Regions from separate parts of the Mus musculus genome. Here all the other regions are linked to region 2. A link is a contact called in public HiChIP or PLAC-seq and Micro-C data. All regions are on one chromosome and are shown on one strand. The core of a region is the stretch at or near the end of the contact, and the rest is flanking DNA. Distances in the headings are between cores, read along the strand shown. Region 1 overlaps Ankrd28 (ankyrin repeat domain 28). Region 2 holds the start of Ankrd28 (ankyrin repeat domain 28). Region 3 overlaps Ankrd28 (ankyrin repeat domain 28).

Region 1 (2,813 bases), core at 251-2,750, 58 kb before region 2:
TTGTACTGGATGCAAATATCAATTTATGGACAATAACAGAAACATGTAAAAGTAAAGATGACACCTGTCAAGGAACACAATCATCTCCTACTATCAAATACAAGCACATTTGCAAACTGCCTAGCAAGGATTCTGAATAATCTTACAGAAGCAGGACACGAGTCAAGAAAAAAAACAAAAAACCTGACAGATAATTTAATGAAATCAGAAAAGCACTTCATGACCCGAATAAAAAATTTCAATAGAGATCATAAACAAAACAAAACAAACAGAACAACAACAAAACCCCCTAACAGAAATCTTACAACTGAAACCTTCAATGAATGAAAATTTTAAAATTTAGAGTCTAGAAAATAAGTATGTCAAGCAGAATTTCTGAATGTGCACAGGTCTTTTAAATTAGTTCAGTTGGGGATTTGGAGTAGAAAGAAGAAAATGGAGATGGTGTGTGTGTGTGTGTGTGTGTGTGTGTGTGTGTGTATGTGGTGTCACAGGAGAATAACATTGCATAATAGAAGCTCCAGAAGAAAAAGAAGTAAAGTTGTTGGTTCATGCGTGCCCTAACACTTAGGATACAGAGATGTAGGTGCATCAGGAAAAGCCATCCTCACTACACGACACTGTCTCAAACAAAGAAGCCAAAACAAAATATAGAGGGAAAGACAAATTGTTTCATTAAATAACACTTAACACTTCCTAATAAAGCCAAAAACTTCGAGACAGAAATGATGTCTCACATAAACTTGTACACACACACACATAAGAACTTAACACATTGTATTTTTATATGTAAAATTTAACCTTAAGTATGTTACAGAGCTGTTAAATGTAAAGAATAAGATTTCAGAAGTCCTCATGAATATAGAATATTATCTTTGACTCAAGTTAGAAAAGATTTCTTGGGTTAAGAAGACTGCTCATGTGATAAACTGCTTACTGTGCAAATGTGAGGATATAGAACTCACAAGAGTACAGTAAAATGCCTGTAGTTGCAGTGAAGGTGAGATGGAAGGCAGAGATAGGCAGATCCCTAGCTCCTAGACTAGGTAGCCTGGCTTAGAGGAAATGATCCAGGTTAATGAGAGATGCTGTCTCAAACAGAAGGTGAGAACTTCCTGAGGAATGACAGCCCCATGCAAAGGAAAGCACTTGCATTAAAATACATATACATAGCCATCCACACACTAAAAGAGTTTTGGCATGTGGTTATCATCTGAGTGTTGAGGGGTACAGGCAAAAGGGATCCTGGAGAATTGCTAAGCCTGTAAATGAGAGATCTTGTCTCAAAAAAAGGTACAGTTCTCAGGAGCTCACACTTAAGGTCCCCTGGTTTCCACATGCCAGACAAGCAATGTCCATGTGTATACTGCTCCCCTCTCAACACTATAATTAAAAGCTTGGGGGCACAGAGCCAAGTACTTGAGATCAGCATTCAGAAGCAAAGACAGAGATTCCTGGGACTCACTAGCTAAGCACACTAGCCTACCTGGTGAGCTCTAGAACAATGCAATCCTGCTCCACACAAGACTGTTTTCTGGCCTTCATATGCATCAGGAGTGTGTGTGGGGGTGGGGCTGGTGGGAGATGGGGGATGGGCTGATTTCTTTAACAAGACATCAAATAAACAAAAACCTGCACTAAGTTAAAATTAATACCTCATGTTCAATGATTCCACAAAGAATTAAGGCAACCTGGAGTACAAGAATAGAATTTATAATATGTATTTCAAAGGGGTCTCATTCAGAATATGAAAAGCTGTTGCAAATCAAAGAGAAAACTCAAAAGAAAGATGGCAAGGGATTGAACAGGCTGGCTCTGTGTGCAAGTCAAAAGAAACCCATTCAAAGCAGTGCAACATTGTCATAGACAAAACATAACACATTATTATATAACTTGGCATACCCCTTTAACCTTAGCTCTCAGGAGGCAGGGGCAAGGGGGTCTCTGTGAGTTTAAAGCCAGCCTGGTCTACATGTGTGTTCCAGGACATCAAGGACTATATAGAGAGACTCTGTCTCAAAAAAACAAAACAAACAAACAAAAGAAACAGTAGCAGAATGTTAATACTTTACAGTAGCCTATTAGTGTGCAGAAGCCTCATTTCTGAAAAAAGATAAAACCTTAATTAAAATAAGGATGCCAATGATTACTTGAGCTACTGAAAACACTGTAGACTGGCTTGCTTAATTTAGAGTTGTTATATTATTTTAATGTGTAAAAAGCACTGTATTTGCAAAGTTCAATAAAATGAGGCATGCTTGTACAATTAACTGATTCACTTAACTTCATTATGTAATATTAATTTTCAAAAATGTTAGTAAGACTCTTCCATGTGTAACCCAGCAAGTCAATGAAAAGCCATTTTTCCTATATTTTGGTTTTGAAACATGGTCCAGGCTGTTTTCAAACTTGTGTACAATTCTCCTGGCCCAACCCTCTTGAGTGCTGTAGTTACAGGTTCTAAGCCAAGACTGGACTTAGGCTCTGTGTTTTAATCTGTAAGGGTTTCCTCACCTAAATTTGTCATAAATTTAAAGATTTCCTTCTTTCTTCCTTTATTAAAGACAGAATCTTGGTTTGTAACCAGGCTGACATGGAACTTCCTAAGTAGTCCTGTCTGGTCTTGAACTCACAATTATCTTGCCTCTAACTCCCGAGTGCTAGGATTACAGGCATGTGCCACCATGCTTGGCAAAAGTCCATATTCTTTACATTTTAAGATTTAAAGAAACATCTGTTACAGAACTCTTGCGATAAGAGCGATTTATGGTAGAATACTACCTTTCGTTTCCTGGAACTGAAAATGATTCCAC
Region 2 (3,033 bases), core at 66-2,565:
GCTGGTGAGCACTTTTGAAAAGTGTGCTTTTGACTAGCACAACTGAGAAACTGTGCTTTCTTAATTTTAATCAACTCAAAGATTCTATGTGTAGCTAATGGAACATGTTGAACAGTAAAGTTATTCACAGATTTTGAAATACAAACTTATCAACCAGAGTTTTTCAAAGTATCATGCCCTATTGTTAATATCAGCTAAAATTCTGCTGATACCAAATGATACTAAAAGTCAGCATTCAGCCTAAGTAGAATATTCACTTTTTAAGTGAGAATTGACATTAGCTAGACTCAGAACTTAAGTTTTAATTGGTAGAAAATGACATAAAACATTAAGTTTTTCCCTATCGTTTTTGTTAAGCTTGTGCCCACTTTCTGATTGGTTTCCCTTCAAATCTGTTCAGTATCTCCTATTCAGAAAAACAATGGCAAAAGGGGTACTCAAGCATTAATAGGTTCCCGCGACTCCGTAAAATCCACTCGTTACTTTCCCTTTTCTTTAAAAGAGACAAACACTGGGGAGCGTCTGGTAATTCACCTTCTCGCCTTTTTAAAAGGGTAACAAGCGTTCATTCAGACATAGTTGCGATTTCATTGGTAGATACAGAGTTATTTTTCCCAGCCCACAGTGTACTGCAGTCTTCTGAGCACTTCAGGTGTTCTTTGACAAGCTCTTCCTAAGTCAGGAAAACTAAACCAAGATGGTGCAGAATATGCCAAGAGAAAACCAGCCTGGGAATATGCACCGTAACAACCAGTCCCCAGCAGAATCCATCGGCACCGGTGGGTTTGCTTTCGACCGCCACTACCTCTCCGCAGAGACGGTGCGGTGGACCGTGAACCGCCCCGCGAAGCGAACCCGAGGGCAAGGTCGTGACCCCAGGTCACGGCCGCCGCCTGCCCCGCTCCGACTCCGCACCGCAAAGCCACCTGTTAGGCCCGAGCCTCACCTGGCAGGAAAGAGGAGGCGCCTACCCGGCAGCGCGCCGGACGCGAGGGCGGCGAGCGCAGAACCCGCCCCTGTGGCGGCGGCCGCGATCCCCCGGCGGCACGTGGGTTTCTCGGAGCTGGGGCTGCACTGACAGGCGGACGGCCCGCACGGCTGCCGACCCGGGACACCCTCTTCCCTCGCTGCCACCGCGCCGACAGGGCGCCCGGGCGGCCCACGCCGCTGGTCCACCCTCCTCCGACTCCTCGGTGGCGCGATCCCGCCCCGCCGCCCCTCACCTACCTGGTCGCGGAGTTTGAGGAACGCCATGGCGGTCGCCGCTGTTCGGCCACTACCCGCGCCCGGCGGGTAGGTGGCCGGCTACGTTGAAGAGAGCGCGGGCAGGGGGCGGCGCCGCCTCCCCGGCCGCCCGCCGCCGCCGCCGCCGCGAAGAGCCCCGCCGGTCCCGCCTCCTCCAAGGACTCCCGCCCTCTTTCTTCCGTCCTTTCTCTCGCTCTCTCCCTCTAGCTCTCAGCCACCTCCCACACGCAGCCGCCGCCTTCGCCGCCGCCTCACACCCCCTTCCCGAAATACCCCAGCAGCCCCCGCCGCCGCGCCGCTCCAGCCCGCGGCCGCGGCGGCATCCAAACTCCACTCCACAATATTACCACCACCGCCCGCCGCGATTGGCGGCCGCGCGGGGGAGAGGCCAGAGTAAGCCGAGCGCCCATTGGCCACGCCACCGCGCTCGCTCGCTCCCGGGCTCCGCCTCTCCGCGGAGGGAGGGGCGGGGCACAGGAAGCGGCGGCGCGCGGAGCGGGCGGGCCAGGTGGCGGGGCGTCTGGGCGCGCGCCCCGGGCGCGGTGGGCGGAGCCCGGACTGGAGGTGGGGAGGGACGGAAACTGGGTACCGGGTAACGGCCCGGGATGGCACGTGGAGGTGGCGTGCACAAGCTCAGCTCAGTCAGGTGCGGAGAAGGCAGCCGGAGCCGGTGCGAGCCAGGGAGACCTCCGGGCCGATGCTGCTTTCAACAGAGTAGCGAGGGCAGCGGGGAACCGGACTCGCACGTGGAGCGAGAGTGAGAATGTCTCCGCGGGCTTTGGGGGAGACGTGGTCACCGGGGGACTGCTGGCACGCGAGACTGAAGGGTGTGGTCTTCATAGCCTGAACAGGTTGTGACCGCGGAACATTTCTCTCCAAAGCGCCCCTTTCAATCTTGCATGTGTTTTTTTTCCCCCTTTCTTCTTTATCATCAAAAGGGTTTTTGCCTCCCACTTGAAAGAAATCAATTTTTTCAAAAAGATGTGCAGGATTTTCAATAAATAGCATCCTTGGATGGAGAAGAGGAATGACTCCCTCGCCCTGGCACACACACCCACGCCAACCCACAGCTCAGAAAAGGCTTTTCTTTCTTAGGCAGCCGCACACTGTTACCATTCCAGGCTTGTGTGGGAGAAGATTGTTGTTCTCCTGTGTCTGTCAGCCTGGGCGGCTCCAGCCCCTGATTAATAAAAGGTACAGATGGTTAGAACACAAACGTGAGATATCGGGTTGGTTTAAAAAACAAAACCAAACCTCATCTTTTCCCTGCATTGGTGTGTCTCTTGGGACAGACTTTATTTAGAGAATCGATTTGAGCCTAATGGCAGTCTAGAAAAATGGGGATCAGTGCCAGGACTGTCAGTTTATTATAATGCTATTATTAAAAACAACTCTTTAGCCCCATAAGAACAGAAAATATCAAAGTGCAAGATCAAATGCACTAAGAGCCTTCTGATATCTCTTAACATAACTATGCCATAATTCTGCTGAAACAATTGCTTTTCTAAAATTACATTTTTACCATGGTTGGTATTTGCTACTTTAAAATGGAGGAATTCTCATAACTGATGGAAGAGGCTTAGCCAGAAAAAAAAAAATGATTCTTGCTTTGCATTTTCTTCAGTGCCTAATTTCTTTCTGCATCAACTCTGGCCGATGAAATGAGAATTCTGTCACCCCATGTCTCTTTATCAGTGCACTGAAGGTGAATGAATTAGCAGTATGAAAGACTTTGACTTCTCCAAAACAAAGGTGTTATGACAACATTACTAAAATATTTTGTGATTA
Region 3 (3,181 bases), core at 321-2,820, 36 kb before region 2:
GCCCAGACTGGCCTCAAATCCTCAATCCACCTGCCTCCAATTTCCAACTATGAATATACATGCCATATTTACACACACACACACACACACGTACAAACATACATACATACATTTTTAAGAAAAATATTTTTAGAGACCGTCTTTATATAAAAACTGGTTCTTACTGGATTCTTGGAAGAAATCCAAAATATGGGGCTTTCATATTTCATGGTCGCAACAAATTACCTTAAATCTTAAAAACACACACAAGCAAATCTTGTATATATTTTCTGATAATACATCCAGCCACTTTGCCAATTTGTTTATACATGGTTTGTTTTCAAAGGCTGTCAGTGATTTGTAAAATGTTGTTCATATATTAATATGTAAAGCATTAATTTCAAATATATAAATTTAAAGAATTTACCATACTATTACTTAAAACTTAAATACTGCTAGCTATTTTCTCTGTATGTTTCTAAAAACTTCCAATTATATATTTTGTTAATATGTTTCTTCCCCTCAAAACAAAATGGGGGTTTAAGCTTTAAGCTGAGTGTTAGGGACAGACGCATGCTTCTGAAAAGAAGGACGCACCCACCCATGGCTCCACGTAGCCCTCTCTAACACTTAGAATGATTACATCAAATTCTACACAAAAGTACACAATGTTGTAAGCAGCCCACTTCCTAATAGTAAACATTTGAGTTTCCTTTTTTTTCTTTTTTCTAAGAATGTTATACATGCTTATATAACAGTTTCTGGAGTAAAAATAAACTCTCCATAATTAATTTAGTAAAATTAGTTCTAAAAACTTATGAAATCGTAATTCTCATGTATACTCTCATTAAAGAATACATGTCAGAATTAAACCTGTGTGAAACAGTATGCATCAACCATATTTTCACACTACACTAGAAAATTGTTCTTTTTTTTTTTTTTTTAACCATCTTTGCTTTTTTGTTTGTTTGGGGTTTTCTGTTTGGTTGCTTTTAAATTTTTTATTAGATATTTTCTTTATTTACATTTCAAATGTGATCCCCTTTCCTGGTTTCTCCTCCAAAAACCCCCTATCCTACCCCCTCCCTCTGCTCACCAACCCACCCACTCCTGGCTTTCCCCTACACTGGGGCATCGAGCCTTCACAGGACCAAGGGTCTCTCCTCTCATAGATGTTCCACAAGGCCATCCTCTGATACATATGAGGCTGGGGCCATGGGTCCCTCCATGTGTGCTCTTTGGTTGGTGGTTTAGTCCCTGGGAGCCCTGGGGGTACTGGTTGGTTCACATTGCTGTTCCTCCTATGGGGCTGCAAGGGGTTCGTTCCTTCAGCTCCTTCAGTTCTTTCTCTAACTCTTCCACTGGGGACCCTGTGCTAGTCCAATGTTTAATCACCTTTATTAACACTAGTTGCTAATGTCCTAAGAGGCCTCTGCAAAATACCGGGAACACAGAAATGATGTTCTGTGCCAAGAATAGCTCTGGTCCAAGAAAGTAAGCTATGGCTTGTAAAGTAGCCAAATCAAGCTAGTTCAAAGTATCAGGGTGGCTGATTATGTTGGCACACATCTATAAATCCTCCCAGTCAAGGGGCAGTGAGTTCAAGGTCAGCCCAAGCCAGGTGCAAGTATACCGTGATATATATAGTAAATTGCACTGTCTAGACATGTAACAAACTTGGTAATGTCACCAATCAGCCACTTGGTGGCAGCAAATACAAAAGAAAAAATCTTCAGTATTTATTTGATTATTTTTACCAATACAAAAATATTTTTCCAATCTTATATTTTAAACAGAAGTTTCTAATGAATAAGGAGCTTCATAGTTCATCTTTTTAAAAAAACACAAAACAAACAAACAAACAAACAGTCTGATTACGTTGTTCAAACTGGCCTCAAACTCACACACCTCCTGCCTTGGGAGGATCACAGGCACACACAACACTACTCAGGACAATTTTAGAGGTTTGGGTTGTTGGTTATATTGATAAACAAGACTAGACCAGCCTTGAACTCTTCTCTTCCTTCTCCCTCAGTCCCCTTTATTAAGATTACTGGCATGTGCCAGCTAACATACTCAACTTTGATAGTAATTATTTTAACATTTCCAGTCAAGCTCAATCTGTTTAAAAATAGCCTTCTATTACAGCACTGACAGACACAATGCAGTCACTTCAAAAAATATGCGACTCTTTTGATGCTTATTAAATAACATATCAAAATAAAAATACGTAAATCATTCTTTCTTTAACCAAATTAGGTGCTCAAATAATCTATCCCCACAAATATTTATTCAACTTATTGCTTGTTCATAATTAATTATATGCTAAAATTACATCAATGAACAAGGGTTTTTTGTTTTGTTTTATGAATCTTACACAAAGTCTCTCATGCATTTCTTTTACCTAGGTTTTGCTATACAGACCAGTATAGTGAAGAACAGACAGTAAAAGACTGTAGAACCAAAAACCAGAAACAAAAAATAAAGACTGTAGCTTTCTTCCACCTGTAATTTAATTTACAATGAAAAAATATTACACAAAAAGTGAAGTCAGGATTACCACAGCCCTCCTGTTTTGCTTGCTTTGTTTGTCCCTCTCTTTTGTTGAAATATTTATTTTGAAAGGGAAAGCACCTGCTACTCTTTATTAACTATTCTGCTTCTTAATTTCACAAAGTGACCTAAGTATTTAAGTTACCAACACCTAAAGAGAGTTATTTCGGGGCTGTAGAGATGACTCAGCAGTTAAGAGCATTAGCTGCTCCTCCAGAGGACCTGGTTTGAGTCCCAGGACCCACATGGTGAATCTCAATTTTCTGGGGGTACTGGTTGGTTCATATTCTAATTTTCTGTAACTTCAATTCCAAGAATCCTGACACCATCTTCTGGCCTCTTTTAGGTACTAGGCATGCATGCATCATGTGATGTACATATATACATGCAGACAAGACACCCACACAGAGATAAAATAATAATGATGCATATAGAGCAACTTCTTGCACAAAGTTTTCATGTAGCAAAGCATGCTTCATTTCTCAGTAATCTGTTCTCAAAATTACTGCCAAAATGCTTATAGTAGAAGTCACTGGTTATAGTGAATTCAACCTGAGATAGTGTGGCTATACTGATAGATAAACCATGGAGTTAAACACACAAGAAGATTGTAAAGGCCCAGCCTTCAGAGACTCTTCAAGAGCAGGGA

The links. Hi-C and Micro-C count contacts between places; a contact is called where the count stands out from the background. HiChIP or PLAC-seq counts read pairs in DNA pulled down with a chosen protein or histone mark.
Region 1: a contact with region 2 is called in an H3K27ac HiChIP or PLAC-seq map of embryonic stem cells, with 8 read pairs. The contact joins the enhancer-like site here to the promoter of Ankrd28 in region 2. A contact is called at or near these places in 1 of 39 promoter capture datasets (pre-B cells), 1 of 484 Hi-C or Micro-C datasets (forebrain), 9 of 115 datasets of contacts at active chromatin or transcription factors (the SCID.adh cell line, cardiomyocytes, effector CD8 T cells and 4 more) and 2 of 9 other capture datasets (adipose tissue and pancreatic islet).
Region 3: a contact with region 2 is called in a Micro-C map of palatal mesenchyme, with 3 times the contacts expected there. The contact joins the enhancer-like site here to the promoter of Ankrd28 in region 2. A contact is called at or near these places in 4 of 39 promoter capture datasets (the 3T3-L1 cell line, liver and pre-B cells), 45 of 484 Hi-C or Micro-C datasets (the AML12 cell line, the C10 cell line, the C2C12 cell line and 32 more), 15 of 115 datasets of contacts at active chromatin or transcription factors (the HPC-7 cell line, the SCID.adh cell line, cardiomyocytes and 10 more) and 3 of 9 other capture datasets (adipose tissue, liver and pancreatic islet).

What each region holds. Positions count from the first base shown.
Region 1 is chr14:31,770,986-31,773,798 of GRCm38.p6, forward strand. All of the region lies in intron 2 of Ankrd28 (ankyrin repeat domain 28), which reads right to left. Among named protein-coding and RNA genes, the nearest start is that of Ankrd28, 58 kb to the right of the region's middle. Within about 2 kb of position 1,501, at least 9 of the 459 cell types and tissues checked have an H3K27ac peak or open chromatin away from gene starts, as enhancers often do. A contact at or near this core is called in embryonic stem cells, where this site is marked.
Region 2 is chr14:31,829,100-31,832,132 of GRCm38.p6, forward strand. It overlaps Ankrd28 (ankyrin repeat domain 28), which reads right to left and starts at 1,316. Exons shown (of 28, transcript NM_001024604.2): 1 at 1,228-1,316. The coding sequence starts at 1,254.
Region 3 is chr14:31,793,016-31,796,196 of GRCm38.p6, forward strand. All of the region lies in intron 1 of Ankrd28 (ankyrin repeat domain 28), which reads right to left. Among named protein-coding and RNA genes, the nearest start is that of Ankrd28, 36 kb to the right of the region's middle. Within about 2 kb of position 1,571, at least 38 of the 459 cell types and tissues checked have an H3K27ac peak or open chromatin away from gene starts, as enhancers often do. A contact at or near this core is called in the N1E-115 cell line, Sertoli cells, embryonic forebrain and 1 more, where this site is marked.